Linked DNA regions of Mus musculus: region 2 is linked to region 1. A link is a contact called in public Hi-C data. All regions are on one chromosome and are shown on one strand. Each heading gives the region's core, a stretch centred on a gene start, on an enhancer-like site or on the middle of the called end of the contact. The rest is flanking DNA. Distances are from core to core; before and after follow the strand shown. Region 1 overlaps Scamp1 (secretory carrier membrane protein 1). Region 2 has its middle 25 kb from the start of Gm41022.

Region 1 (6,215 bases), core at 990-3,489:
TCTGCCAGCCACTCACCCCCATGCAGAGGCAGCACAAATCCAACCCCCACTATGCCCACTGCAGCTTTACCTAACGGACACGATGGCAAACAGCAGTGCCACGCACAGCAGAGCACACCTGTGCACACCCGTGCATGCAGAGGCTGGAAGGAGGGCAGTTTGCCTAAGGTAGAAAGGCGAGGCGGTATTTTAAGGACACACCTCTTCCACCCATCAACTCACTCAGGGGTACCCACCCCCATGGAGACAAAAGGAAAGGGGTCTGCATTACCTTCTAGCCTGAACACCAATACAAACGTGTGCATGCGTGCGAGAATGTATATGTTTATCTAAAATAATGCTTTACACTTAACCTGAAGCCCTTTCTTTCTCTCCGTCCTTGAAGCTCTTCTCTGCAGACACTGTCCTGCCCTCTCTCTGGTCTCCTTTACACAGCCCCTCTCAATGCCCAATGCGCTCGTGTTTGACTTAAAGCGGACACCCCACACACTGGATTTTTACATCGCAGCATAATCTTTGAAGAGAATAGGTTTTTTCAAAGTTTTGTTCCAGAACGTTTTCAGTTGAGTTTTCAAAGCACTTTCGTTTTTCTGTGTTTGCTTTCGACTTTTCTGTTAACTCACTAGGACACCAAGTTATACAAACCTAAATTTGCAACTTAAAAACAGTAAATAACTCACCAGTTTCCCCAGTTATGAAATCCTGCAGCCTGGAGCACATGGACAGCAAACTGACAAATATAGACGAAGAAGAACACAAAGAACCTGAAGGAACTGTCGCTCCTTTAAAAGAAAAGGGGGAGACTGTCAGTCTTCACAGCACTTTCCTACACACACACACACACTCACACACACACACACACTCTCACACACACACACTCTCTCTCTCTCACACACACACACACACACACACACACACACACACACACACACACGTGCGCGCCAAACCATAAGGAGGCAAACGAGAGAGGACCCAAGGCCTACTTCAGCAACCCTCTGTGCAAACAACCACGACCATCCCTGGGTCACTCCACTCAACTTCCAGCTGCACCAGAATCCACCTCAACAGAAAGTTCAGATTTCCTTTTAAAAAAAAGTTCTCTTCTAGTTTTTGTATGTGGCTGTTTTGCCTGTGTGTAAGTATGTGTGTGTAGTGCCCCTGGAAGCCAGAAGAAAAGATCAGATCCCCTGGGGCTTGAATTACAAATGGTTGTGTGTTGGAAATCAAGCCTGAGTTCTGTGGAAGAGCAGCCAGTGCTCTTAGCCACTGAGCCACCTCTTCAGGCCCCAGTTTTCCTTTGTTAGTGAACTACTTTATAGAATCAACACAAACTACTTAAAACATGTAATTTGTAAGTATCAACATGTATTTATCTGGACTTTACCCCACTGACACTGAGAACTTATCTTAAGCTTCTCCTCCCTCCTCCCTCCTCCCTCCTCCCTCCTCCCTCCTCTGACCTAGCCTCCTGTCATCCGGGCTTGCTGTTTTTTAGGGTTTGTATGAATGGGATGTATGCAGTCCATGCTCTTTCTTGGCCTGCTTCCAGCATTTAACAGTGACTCTGTCTGTGTTTGGCTCGTTGTGTGCTATTCACTGGGGTGGGAAAGCATGTCGTTTCCAGCTTTTGCTATTACAAATCACGCTGCTGTGAGCATTTATGTGTGAATCTTCATAAGGACACAGGTTTCCTTTTATCATGGGTAAACACCTATAAATGCATGTGGTAAACATACATTAAGTGTTTAAGAAACTGCTGACTTATAAGGTCGCTCCATTTCACACTGCAGTGAGTCTTTCAGGTCCTCTGCATCTCATTCACACTTGCTGTGGTCATGTGTGCAACCCTAGCCATTTTAATTAGCATGTCCAATTGTGATGGTTAAGTGGGTTGGGCTGGCAGACTTCTGGGAGAGATCAGTAAAGCAGGCCTCAAGCTTTTCTAAGGAAATTACATCAGGACTAATGAGTAGTTTAAGCCCTAAACCCAGGCTGGATTCAGAATCTGAGTGGACTGCTGGGAGGTGGCGGAGGTGGCAGAGGTGGCAGAGGTGGCAGAGGTGGGGACTGGAGGAAGCAGGTGACTGGGCATGCTGGGGGCTTTATCCTGCCTCTCCTGTTCCTGCTCCACTCTTGCCTCCTGGCTGCCATGCTGGATCTGCCCCCTCATGCCCACCATCATGGACTCACAATGCTGACATCACAAGCAGACCTCTCTCTTCAGCTGGTGTGTGTTGTTACAGTGACAAGACGCTGACAAAGCTGATGCCATACTTAGCAGTGATTAACATGTTCTTAGTGAGCACTGTTGTTCAGCAACTTTTCATTTTATCCATAGATCTTTGTTAGACTGTTAAAATCTTTTCCTGGTGTGTTAACTAAATTTTCTTCTTTATTCTTGATTTTTGAAAGTTTTTTAAAAATATTCTGGATATACCAGCCTTTACTTAGATACAAGCTTGGCAAAAGTCTCCGGTCGTCTGGGCTTGTCTTTGCAATCTGTGCATATGTGTGAGAAGCATGTCTGCATTTGAGGCATCCCAAAAGTGTCTGCAGAGGAAAAGTTTTGCCTTTTTATGAATTCCAATTTGCCTACTCATTCTTTTTGGTACTGGATTAAAACAAACAAACAACAGTTTAGCAAAGCCAAGTCTCCCCCATCAGTCTTGCAGCTCTGCATCTGTGCGTGTGTTCTTTGAACTGGCTTTCTGAAAACATGGTATGACATGTTATTCTGTCATAAAAATTACAAAAAAAAAAACAAAACAAAAACAACAACAACAACAACAAAAACCCAGCTTATTTCTGAAAGTAAGGTATGGTTGAATTTTGTTCACACAAGGATAGCCAACTGTTCCAGCAATGGTTCTTAGACAGCCTTTTCTGAGCTTTGAATCTTCCTCAAGGTGTGCTGAGAGATTCCCAATAGCTGCCCTTGTAGAGGGTCAGTTGCCAAGAGTCACATAACTCACAACCACCTACAATTCCTATTCCAAGGGACCCGATGCCCTCTTCTGGCCTCTGCCAGCACAACAGGCACACAGTGCACACACATAATAAAAGTAAATAGCTTTGATTTTTTTTAAATTGGCTTTTACATATGGAAGGACTCATTTTCATGTTCAGACTGTTAATCTCTTTATGGTACAATGTCGTTGACATGAAGACATCACTGTGACTAGTGGCACATTCTAGCAGGTCTTCAGACCAGGGAGTACATATCAGTATGCCATCTTGACTGTTCTTTTGTAGACTAGCTTTAAATATTCAAGGCTTTGGTATTTCCATACATCTTTGGAAGAACAGTATCATATTTCTGGACAACAGCCCGCTGGGATTTTCACTGGGGTTATGCTGCAGACCTTCAGGGTCACTGACAAAGTTCACACCTTAGGAACACGGAGTCTTCTGGGCCATGGTAGAATATTTATCTCCATTTATATTTTCTACAGAGATGATTATGGATCTATAAATACAGTTTTGCTTCTTTTCAGACCTGGATGCTTTTCTTTCTTACCTAATTATACTGGCCAGAAATGTTGTGAATTTCCTGACCTTAGACAGAAAGCTCTCTCAGCCTTGCACACAGCGCCTGGCTATGCGCTCCAGGCGTTGGCAGTACACTTCCTCTGCAGTGGGAAGAAACCGCGCTTCTACTTCTAACTTTACTCACTCTCCTAACCTAAAAAGACACTGGATTTCTGTCACATGTTTTTACTATATTAGTTAAGATAGTCGTTCTGTTGTTAAATTTTAGATTATAATGTGGTGAGATTTCTAATATAAAAGCAACCTGTAAGTCCCGTGTTGAGACACATGCCCATAAACAGTACTCAGGAGGCTGAAGCAAGAGGACACCAAGTTCAAGGCCAGCCCGGGCCACATAGTAAGACATTTGAGAAAAGCTAACCTTGCATTAACCTTGGAAGAAGCTCCATCCACTTGATTGTGGAATAGGATCTTTTCAAATCTGGCACCATTTTTAATTGACCTAAATTTATCCTGTTCAGCACTGTCATTTCCAAGGCCCAAATCGTTTTGCTTGCTAAAACTCAAGCCCAGACTCCAGCAGATAGGAAAACACATGTAAGAGAAAATCTTCAGTTCCTTACAGTTCCCTTCCTGCTTTCACAGCATCCGACGACCTTCCCACCTGCCTCTGTGAAAAGCCAACGTCCGTCCCCCTGCCCACCTATTCCAGAGCTTTCTTATCCTCTGCCCTGAGAAGGCGAGTCTCTGCTCTGGCAGTAGGTTCTTCTCTTCAGGGTATACACATGTACCACATATTCTCCTCTATTGTCCTCAAAGTGTTTCACACTGATATTCATCTTGCCACACGGGGCTGATTTACGAGTGCTGGGGTTCTCAGAGATCAGTGAAATTTCCCTGTTTTCAGCAGAGTGCCCTGGCTTCAGGATTGCAGCCTGTGCGGAAGGCCAGAGGATCCTGTGGTCCACACGCTGCAGGAAAACTGAACTCAGTCCCCACCGCCACACCTGCCTACATCGCCTAGCAGCTGTGCCTGGTACTTCCATGGAGCCTGGGATTCTCTGAGGATCCTCCTGCCGAGCACCGCACAGTTGGCCTTTATTTCTTCCATTGCTAAGTTGAGTTTCCATTTCCACTACATCAGTTACCGCTCATGTACCCATGGCTGGTGCTGTTATTTGTTGTTCTATAGATGGAACTCAGGGCCTAGTGCATGGTAGGCTGACTGTATTAGTCAGGGTTCTCTAGAGTCACAGAACTTATGGATAGTCTCTAGATAATAAAGGAATTTATTGATGACTTACAGTCGGCAGCTCAATTCCCAACAATCGTTCAGTCACAGCTGTGAATGGAAGTCCAAGGATCTAGCAGTTACTCAGTCTCACGCAGCAAGCAGGCGAAGGAGCAGGAGCAAGAGCTAGACTCCCTTCTTCCAATGTCCTTATATTGTCTCCAGCAGAAGGTGGAGCCCAGATTAAAGGTGTGTTCCACCACACCTTTAATCCCAGATGAAAGGCATAGCCCAGATTAAAGGTGTGTTCCTTAAACTCGGAGATTCAATCTTCTGGAATCCATAGCCACTATGGCTCAAGATCTTCAAACCAAGATCCAGATAAGGATCTCCAAGCCTCCAGATAAGGGTCACTGGTGAGCCTTCCAATTCCGGATTGTAGTTCATTCCAAATATTGTCAAGTTGACAACCAGGAATAGCCACTACAATCCACCCCTTGTCAACTTGACACAAATAATATCTCATGTTCACATGAAACAATAACAAGGTTGTAAATACGCCTAACATGATATAACTATTCCTCGTACAATTGCAAACGCATTTGTAAATTTACAATGGGGCATTCATATTACTTTATAATCCTCGTTTCTGCAACTGGTTATGTGGCCTTAATTGGTATTCATAACTACCTTCCTCTACTACCCATTCTGTATTTCCTTCTCCTTCAGCCAGCACCTCAGCAGGTCTTGGCTCTTTTCCTGGAGGATTGACCCATACCTTCATTCCTGATGGGTCTGTGTCCTTTGTCATCCTGCTTGGATTAGGCTGTTGTAGTTTCCATTGACTTTAATCACAGGACATGGTAGTACTAAGAGACGCCCTAAGGGATCTCCTACACTCCAGACATAATCTTGCTTACCACCATTGTGAAGAGGTAATCCAATTTCCCCATGGTAATCTGGATCTATCACCCCTCCTAACACTGTTATTCCTTTTTTAGCCTGTTGGTGTAAGGGCATTAGAAGCCCAAAATGACCAGGGGGAAGTCTGAGCTTCCAGTTCAATGAAATGTTTGTTGTAGCTCCTGGTAGGAGCACTCCCCTCTCTGGAGCCAAAACTTCTAGGCCAGCAGAACCTAGAGTTATGGGGACAGGAAGCAAAAATTTTCCTAGAGGGTCACTAGGAGTGATAGTAAGTGGAACTATTCCTTTTTCCACCCCTTGATTCCTGGACCCATGAATCCTGGCTATGGGTGAAACTGTACCATATATCGAGCGCTGATTCAAAGCATATACTGCCTTCTGAAGAACTCTACCCCAGCCTTCCAAGCTGTTACCACCTAATTGGCGCTGTAACTGCGTCTTCAAAAGGCCATTCCATCTTTCTATCAGACCAGCTGCTTCAGGATGGTGGGGAACGTGGTAAGACCAGTGAATTCCATGATCGTGGGCCCACTGTCGTACTTCTCTGGCTGTGAAATGAGTTCCTTGGTCA
Region 2 (6,215 bases), core at 2,574-5,073, 120 kb after region 1:
AACCACTGGCATTACGCCTTTGTTGTTGTTGCTTTTTTTTTTTTTTTTTTTTTTTTTTTTTTTTTTTAAATGGCTTGGGTGGAATGAAGTCAGATAGATGTAGGGAACTGGACTGGATGGAGTACAGGATGTGCTTCCTGTTCCAAGCCTTAGAGTGTGGGGGTAGATCTGAGTGGATAGGTTGGATAGGATGTGGGAGAATCCTGTGATTTGGCAGATGGGTACCAAGGATACTAGCTCAAACCTAGAGTCCCTCTGCAGTGAAGGCATGGAGGGCCCGGATAAGGAGAGACACTGGCTGATTGTTGAATATGCATGGATGAGGAGGGTGGATTATTCGCCAGGGTAGACCCTAGAAGGTGTGTGTGAGAAGTCTGGGTTTGAAGTGGGATGCTTGAGGCAGCATAAAAGTCCTGTGGGTGGGATCACGGGTAGGGAAAGTCCTGGTGGAAGCCTAGAGGTTATCTGGGACACAAGAGGAGTGGGTGGGACTAGCCCCAGGCACCGGAAGTAGGACCCTGCAGAAGGGTAGGTTTCCCATGCTCCAGTGGTTGGCCCCATAAACACACGGGCAGCCCTAGTCTCTCTCTCTCTCTCTCTCTCTCTCTCTCTCTCTCTCTCTCTCTCTCTCTCTCTCTCTCTCTCTCTCTCCCTCTCTCTCCCTCTCTCTCCCTCTCTAGCTTTTTACTGACTGTATCTTATGTAATGGCACTTAACTTTTTCAGACAGTGTAACCATTTTTAAATTTCAGATGAAATCTTGAACTTGAATTTTCTTTTATGAACATCTAACAGATAAGAGAAAAATAATATATTTCTATTGATTTAAAATATTTTGCCTTCTTCCATGTGTTCCTTTAGTGAACATAGTACATTTTCACAGTAGTAGCAATAGCAAAATCTTTCTGAGTCACACGACTGCAAGCACTAGGCTAGACTCTTTGTCTGCATCCACTGTTCAATCCTTATAACAATTCCCTCTTCTCTACCTTCTCCTTTCTTCCCTCCCTCCTCCTCCCCTTCCTCTCTCCCTCCCTCTCTCCCCTCTCTCTGCTCATCTCTCTCCCTCGTTATGACCAACATTTCATTTCACTGATAGCTCATCCAAGGACTCATAGAATTTTTGATAGCCATTGATCTGCCTCACACAGCTACTGGAGCCTCACCAAATTGATCAGCCCATGGACCCAGAGCTTAGAACCACTGCTAATAAAGGGCCATCTAAGCAAGCAGGAAGCACTGCAAAACTGTCTCAGTTAGCAATGAGAAGCAAGCCTGCCTCCATACCCCACAGGCAGCCTTGCCAAGGGAGCATTCTGAACTCAATCTCTGTAAAATACTGCAAGTCAGTTAAATTATCGTATGTCTTGACAACAATGAAAGGAAGCCAAGAAGAGCTAGGCACTGCAATTTGGTTCATGATTTGATTGGTATCATGATTTACTAAATTACTTTTTCTGAGGGTTCTTTTTTTTTTGGTTTGTTTAAAGCCAAGGACTAAATGTAGCAATAAAAATTTAAATTAACTTGGCTCTTGCCTGAAGTGCTCAATATTCCAATATCTGTGCCTCACTGTGGTGCCAGGGAAAACAGCAAAAAAAGCAGGGAGAAGAGCCTGCGTTTCTGACTCACTCCTCATTAGAGGAGAGTGAAATCTTACATCTCCCCGGGCAGGGAGACTTGCCTCCAGCCACTTCAGATTAATCTTTTCACTACCACATATCAAAATACAAAGTTATTTGGGGTAAGATTTTCTCATTAAGAATGATAATTTCTTAGGAAAATAAAGCCCTGTACTAAAAACAGTCAAATTACCACCAGAATTATATTTTTATGAATAAGTGATCAATATGGCTTTCAGCATAGCTATTTCAGCACTGTTGGGCTTGAGTAAGTGTGGGTTCAGCAAAAACAATCAAATCGGACCATATATCCTCACGGTAAAATACTATCTTGTTATATAAAAGTTTCACTGATTTAAAAAAAAAAAAAAAAAGTCCCCAGGCTGGTGAGATGGCTCAGTGGGTAAGAGCACCCGACTGCTCTTCCGAAGGTCCAAAGTTCAAATCCCAGCAACCACATGGTGGCTCACAACCATCCGTAACGAGATCTGACGCCCTCTTCTGGAGTGTCTGAAGACAGCTACAGTGTACTTACATATAATAAATAAATAAATCTTTAAAAAAAAAATCCCATGAAACTCCTTTTGGTAAAGATGCTCCAAAATAGTATAATTATAATGATACTTGCTATTTAATTTTGATCTTAGTATTCTTTCATTTCAGTAAAGGTAAAAGGAATGTTTTCTTTACTTTATCTCCTATAGAAAACTTGTGTTGGTGTGCCAGGGATTCTTATGTGATTAATTAGCTTATTGTCCACTTACTGTTTGGTCTTTCAAAGCAATCTTACTATGCTTCTGAGACTGGCCTAGAACTCAATCTAGTGCAGGCTGGCCTCCAATTGAGAGCCATCCTCCTGTCTCGGGCTCCCAAGTGCTGGAGTGACAGGTATGGCCTGCCACCACCAGCTGTTGTATGCATTTTAACTGACTGCACACGTAGTATAACTGGAAGATTTGGTTTTGGTTCAGTTATGTTTTGGTTCCTTCTGATTTCAGGGATAGAACGATGGAGCTGTCCTACCACTTGCCCTCAGATATATAACACATGCTGTGTCTCCTCCACTGTAGGAGACCCACTACAGCTTGTCACGGCTATGATGGAGCAAACTCTTCTCAGTTTAGTAGAGTGTAGTCACCATCTTTCAGCAATGTCTTAAAATGGTTTGACTGTAATGGCTATAGTAAGGTGATTAAAGAGAAAACACACTCTCTCTTGGAAACCTTCCATATAGCAGAAAATGAAATGTATAAAAGTGACATTCTTATTGTTCCTTTTCTTCTCTCAGGGTGCTCCCTAAAGCACTCCTTAACAGTGGGTGTGGGCTTTGCTATGTTCTTTGTCTTGTGTTGTCCTTCCTTGCCAGTATATCACCTGAATGTGTTCACACAGGAGAAGTTTACAAATTTAGGAGCCTTCCTGGCAAAGCCTGGGTCAAGCAAGGTCTTCAATTTATTCTCTACAAATAAAACAGCTGGTAAAAAGAAGAGCTAAAGGATCCAGGGACTCATTCCAAACCTGATGATCCATGAGGGACAAACCCTCAGCTGGCCTTGGCAGTAAAAAAGAAAATGGTCACTTTTGGTCACCTATGTGAACCCAAACATCCAACAGGAAAGTATAATCAGAGGTAAACATGATTGCTATGTTTAACAGTCTGAAGGGTCACATTCTGCAGACATTAGGTTTTAAGCCTTATAATATGTTATCTGGACAATCATTTCTCACAGATGAGCTTCTTTTTAATAAGGAAAATGCTTCTCAGATATAGGACACCATGTGCTTGGCCCGATTCAATGCTGTACTGCCTACTTGCAGCCAAGAGAGATGTGCCCTTGATTGTTTTAACCTAAAAGTTGAATGATAGTTGAGTTTCTTCTCTCTCCATCTCCAGAGGCCACCTGAGGGGAGGAACCTCACATTGATACTAGCCACTCCTGGTCATCTCTCTTAAGTTCAGCCTTGGCACTCAAAGGAAAACAAACAAAGAAGAATATGATGGGCTGATGCTCTTGTGTGTCCATCAAGAAAGTCTAGTGGATTCTTAAACATTCTTCTCTGTTTCTTCTATTTCCCTGCCTTGGGATTGTCAAGTTAATACACTTGCTTTAAGTCTCCCTCATATCTCTTTCCCGGTTCCAGGTAAAGTTTCCTCTCCTTCCTACATCTGGCTGTTATACAAATGGGTTGATGAGTTCTCCTAGCCAGTGCTACTGGAGGGGTATTCCAATGGTCACATCGAAAAAGTCCATCCAGCAAAAAGAAGCAAGATTCAGTCACCCATTCCCTAAAATGACAGTTAAGGCTGTCTCTATGGAGAGGAGAATGTTGAACATAGGAGTTAGAAATGTGACAGTCATTTGGGGATGGAAGCCTTAAGTCATGTCCTTGGCCATAAGCCAAAACTGTCTTTATTCTGTCCAGGCTGGAGGCCAGAAAGTGTTGGAAGTTTTAGGGGCCTCTGATCCCTGGTCTAGTTCCTAAATGATTTTAGGCTTACCTCTTTAGAGGGGGAATGTTACAGTACAATTGAAAGCCAATCAGAGAAGAGGATACCCTCTAAGTAAAAAATAGCACCTACCATGGTGGTTACATACCATTGTGTCCTGCCTTAGAAATCATTTCAAGATCTTGCGCCACAGAGCTCCATACCCAAATACCTCTGGGAGAGATCTGGTCTCCCAAGAGTGCTGAAATGCTTGTGAGCACAGGTAAGATTATGACTTCTACTCTGAGCGACCTGCACTGGAGCCCTCAGGACACAGGAATCAAGGAGCAGCCTGGGACAGGATGTTTCCGGTTTCTGTCTGTGCCCAGAACTTACCCTGCCAGGAGAGAGCTGGTCTCCTAGGAGTGCTGATACACCTGTGGGCACAGGTAAGACCACCACTTCTGCTCAAGTTCCTGGCCCAAGAGGGACCCACTCAGAGCCATTGGGACACAGGAACCAAGGAACATCCTGGGACAGGATCCTTCCAATTTCTGTCTGCAGCCTGAAGCTGACCATGTGCCATAGCTTTCTATACCCAAATTCCTCCGAGAGAGAACTGGTCTCCCAGGAGTATTGACATATAGGCTTGCAGGAGGGACAAGCCACAGTCAGAGACAGCAAGACCAGCTAACATCAGAGATAATCAGGTGGAGAGAGGCAAGGGCAAGAACATAAGTAACAGAAACCAATGCTACTTGGCTTCATCAGAACCCAGTTCTTCCACCATAGCAAGCCCTGGATATCCCAACACACCAGAAAAGCAAGACTCTAATTTAAAATTACATCTCATGATGATGATAGAGGACTAAGAAGGACATAAATAACTCCCTTAAAGAAATACAGGAAAACAGCTAGAAGCCCTTAAAGAGGAAACACAAAAATCCCTTAAAGAATTGCAGGAAAACACAACCAAATAGGTGAAGGAATTGAACAAAAACATCCAGGATCTAAAAACAGAAATAAAAACAATAAAGAAATCACAAAGGGAGACAACCCTGTAGATAGAAAACCTAGGGAAAAGATCAGAAGTCATAGACACAAGCATCACCAACAGAATACAAGAGATAGAAGAGAGCATCTCAGGTGTAGAAGATATCATAGAAAACATTGACACAACAGTCAAAGAAAATGCAAAATGCAAAAAGCTCCTAACCCAAAACATTTCAGGAAATCCAGGATACAATGGGAAGACCAAACTTAAGGATAATAGGTAGAAATTAGAAGAAATTAAAGATTCCCAACTTAAAGGGCCAGTAAATATATTCAACAAAATTATAGAAGAAAACTTTCCTAACCTAAAGAAAGAGATGCCCATGAACATACAAGAAACCTACAGAACTCCAAATAGATTGGACTAGAAAAGAAATTCCTCCTTTCATAAAATATTCAAAAGACCAAATACACAAAATAAAGAATACTAAAAGCAGTAAGGGAAAAAGGTCAAGTAACATATAAAGGCAGACCTATCAGAATTACACCAGACTTCTCAACAGAGACTAAGAAAGCTAGAAGATTCCGGCAGTTGTCATACAGACCCTAAGAGAACACAAATGCCAGCCCAGGCTACTATACCCAGCAAAACTCTCAATTACCATAGATGGAGAAACCATGATTATCCATAACAAAACCAAATTTACAGAATATCTTTCCACAAATCCAGCCCTACAAAGGATAATAGATGAAAAACGCCAACACAAGCAGGGAAACTACACCCTAGAAAAAGCAAGAAAGTAACCTTTTTTTCCACAAACCCAAAAGAAGATAGTTACACAAACATAAAAATAGCATCAAGGCTGGGCGTGGTGGCACATGCCTTTAATCCCAGCAGTCAGGAGGCAGAGGCAGGCAGATTTCTGAGTTTGAGGCCAGCCTGGTCTACAAAGTGAGTTCCAGGACAGCCAGGGCTATACAGAGAAACCCTGTTTCGATAAGAAAAAAAAATCAAAAGTATCAGGAAGCAACAATCACTATTTCTTAATATCTCTTAACATGAATTGACTCAATTCCCCAATAAAAAGACATAGACTAACAGACTGGATATGTAAACAGGACCCAGCATTTTGCTGCATCTAGGAAACACACCTCAATGTCAAAAATACATAT

Evidence for each region. Hi-C and Micro-C count contacts between places; a contact is called where the count stands out from the background.
Region 2: a contact with region 1 is called in a Hi-C map of the N1E-115 cell line, with 2.5 times the contacts expected there. The contact joins two enhancer-like sites. A contact is called at or near these places in 10 of 484 Hi-C or Micro-C datasets (the N1E-115 cell line, bone marrow-derived macrophages, cerebellum and 4 more) and 1 of 115 datasets of contacts at active chromatin or transcription factors (microglia).

The regions. Positions count from the first base shown.
Region 1 is chr13:94,209,897-94,216,111 of GRCm38.p6, forward strand. It overlaps Scamp1 (secretory carrier membrane protein 1), which reads right to left. Exons shown (of 9, transcript NM_029153.1): 7 at 681-782. Among named protein-coding and RNA genes, the nearest start is that of Scamp1, 72 kb to the right of the region's middle. Within about 2 kb of position 2,240, at least 14 of the 459 cell types and tissues checked have an H3K27ac peak or open chromatin away from gene starts, as enhancers often do. A contact at or near this core is called in the N1E-115 cell line, where this site is marked.
Region 2 is chr13:94,329,193-94,335,407 of GRCm38.p6, forward strand. No RefSeq gene overlaps it. Among named protein-coding and RNA genes, the nearest start is that of Gm41022, 25 kb to the left of the region's middle. Within about 2 kb of position 3,824, at least 1 of the 459 cell types and tissues checked has an H3K27ac peak or open chromatin away from gene starts, as enhancers often do. A contact at or near this core is called in the N1E-115 cell line, where this site is marked.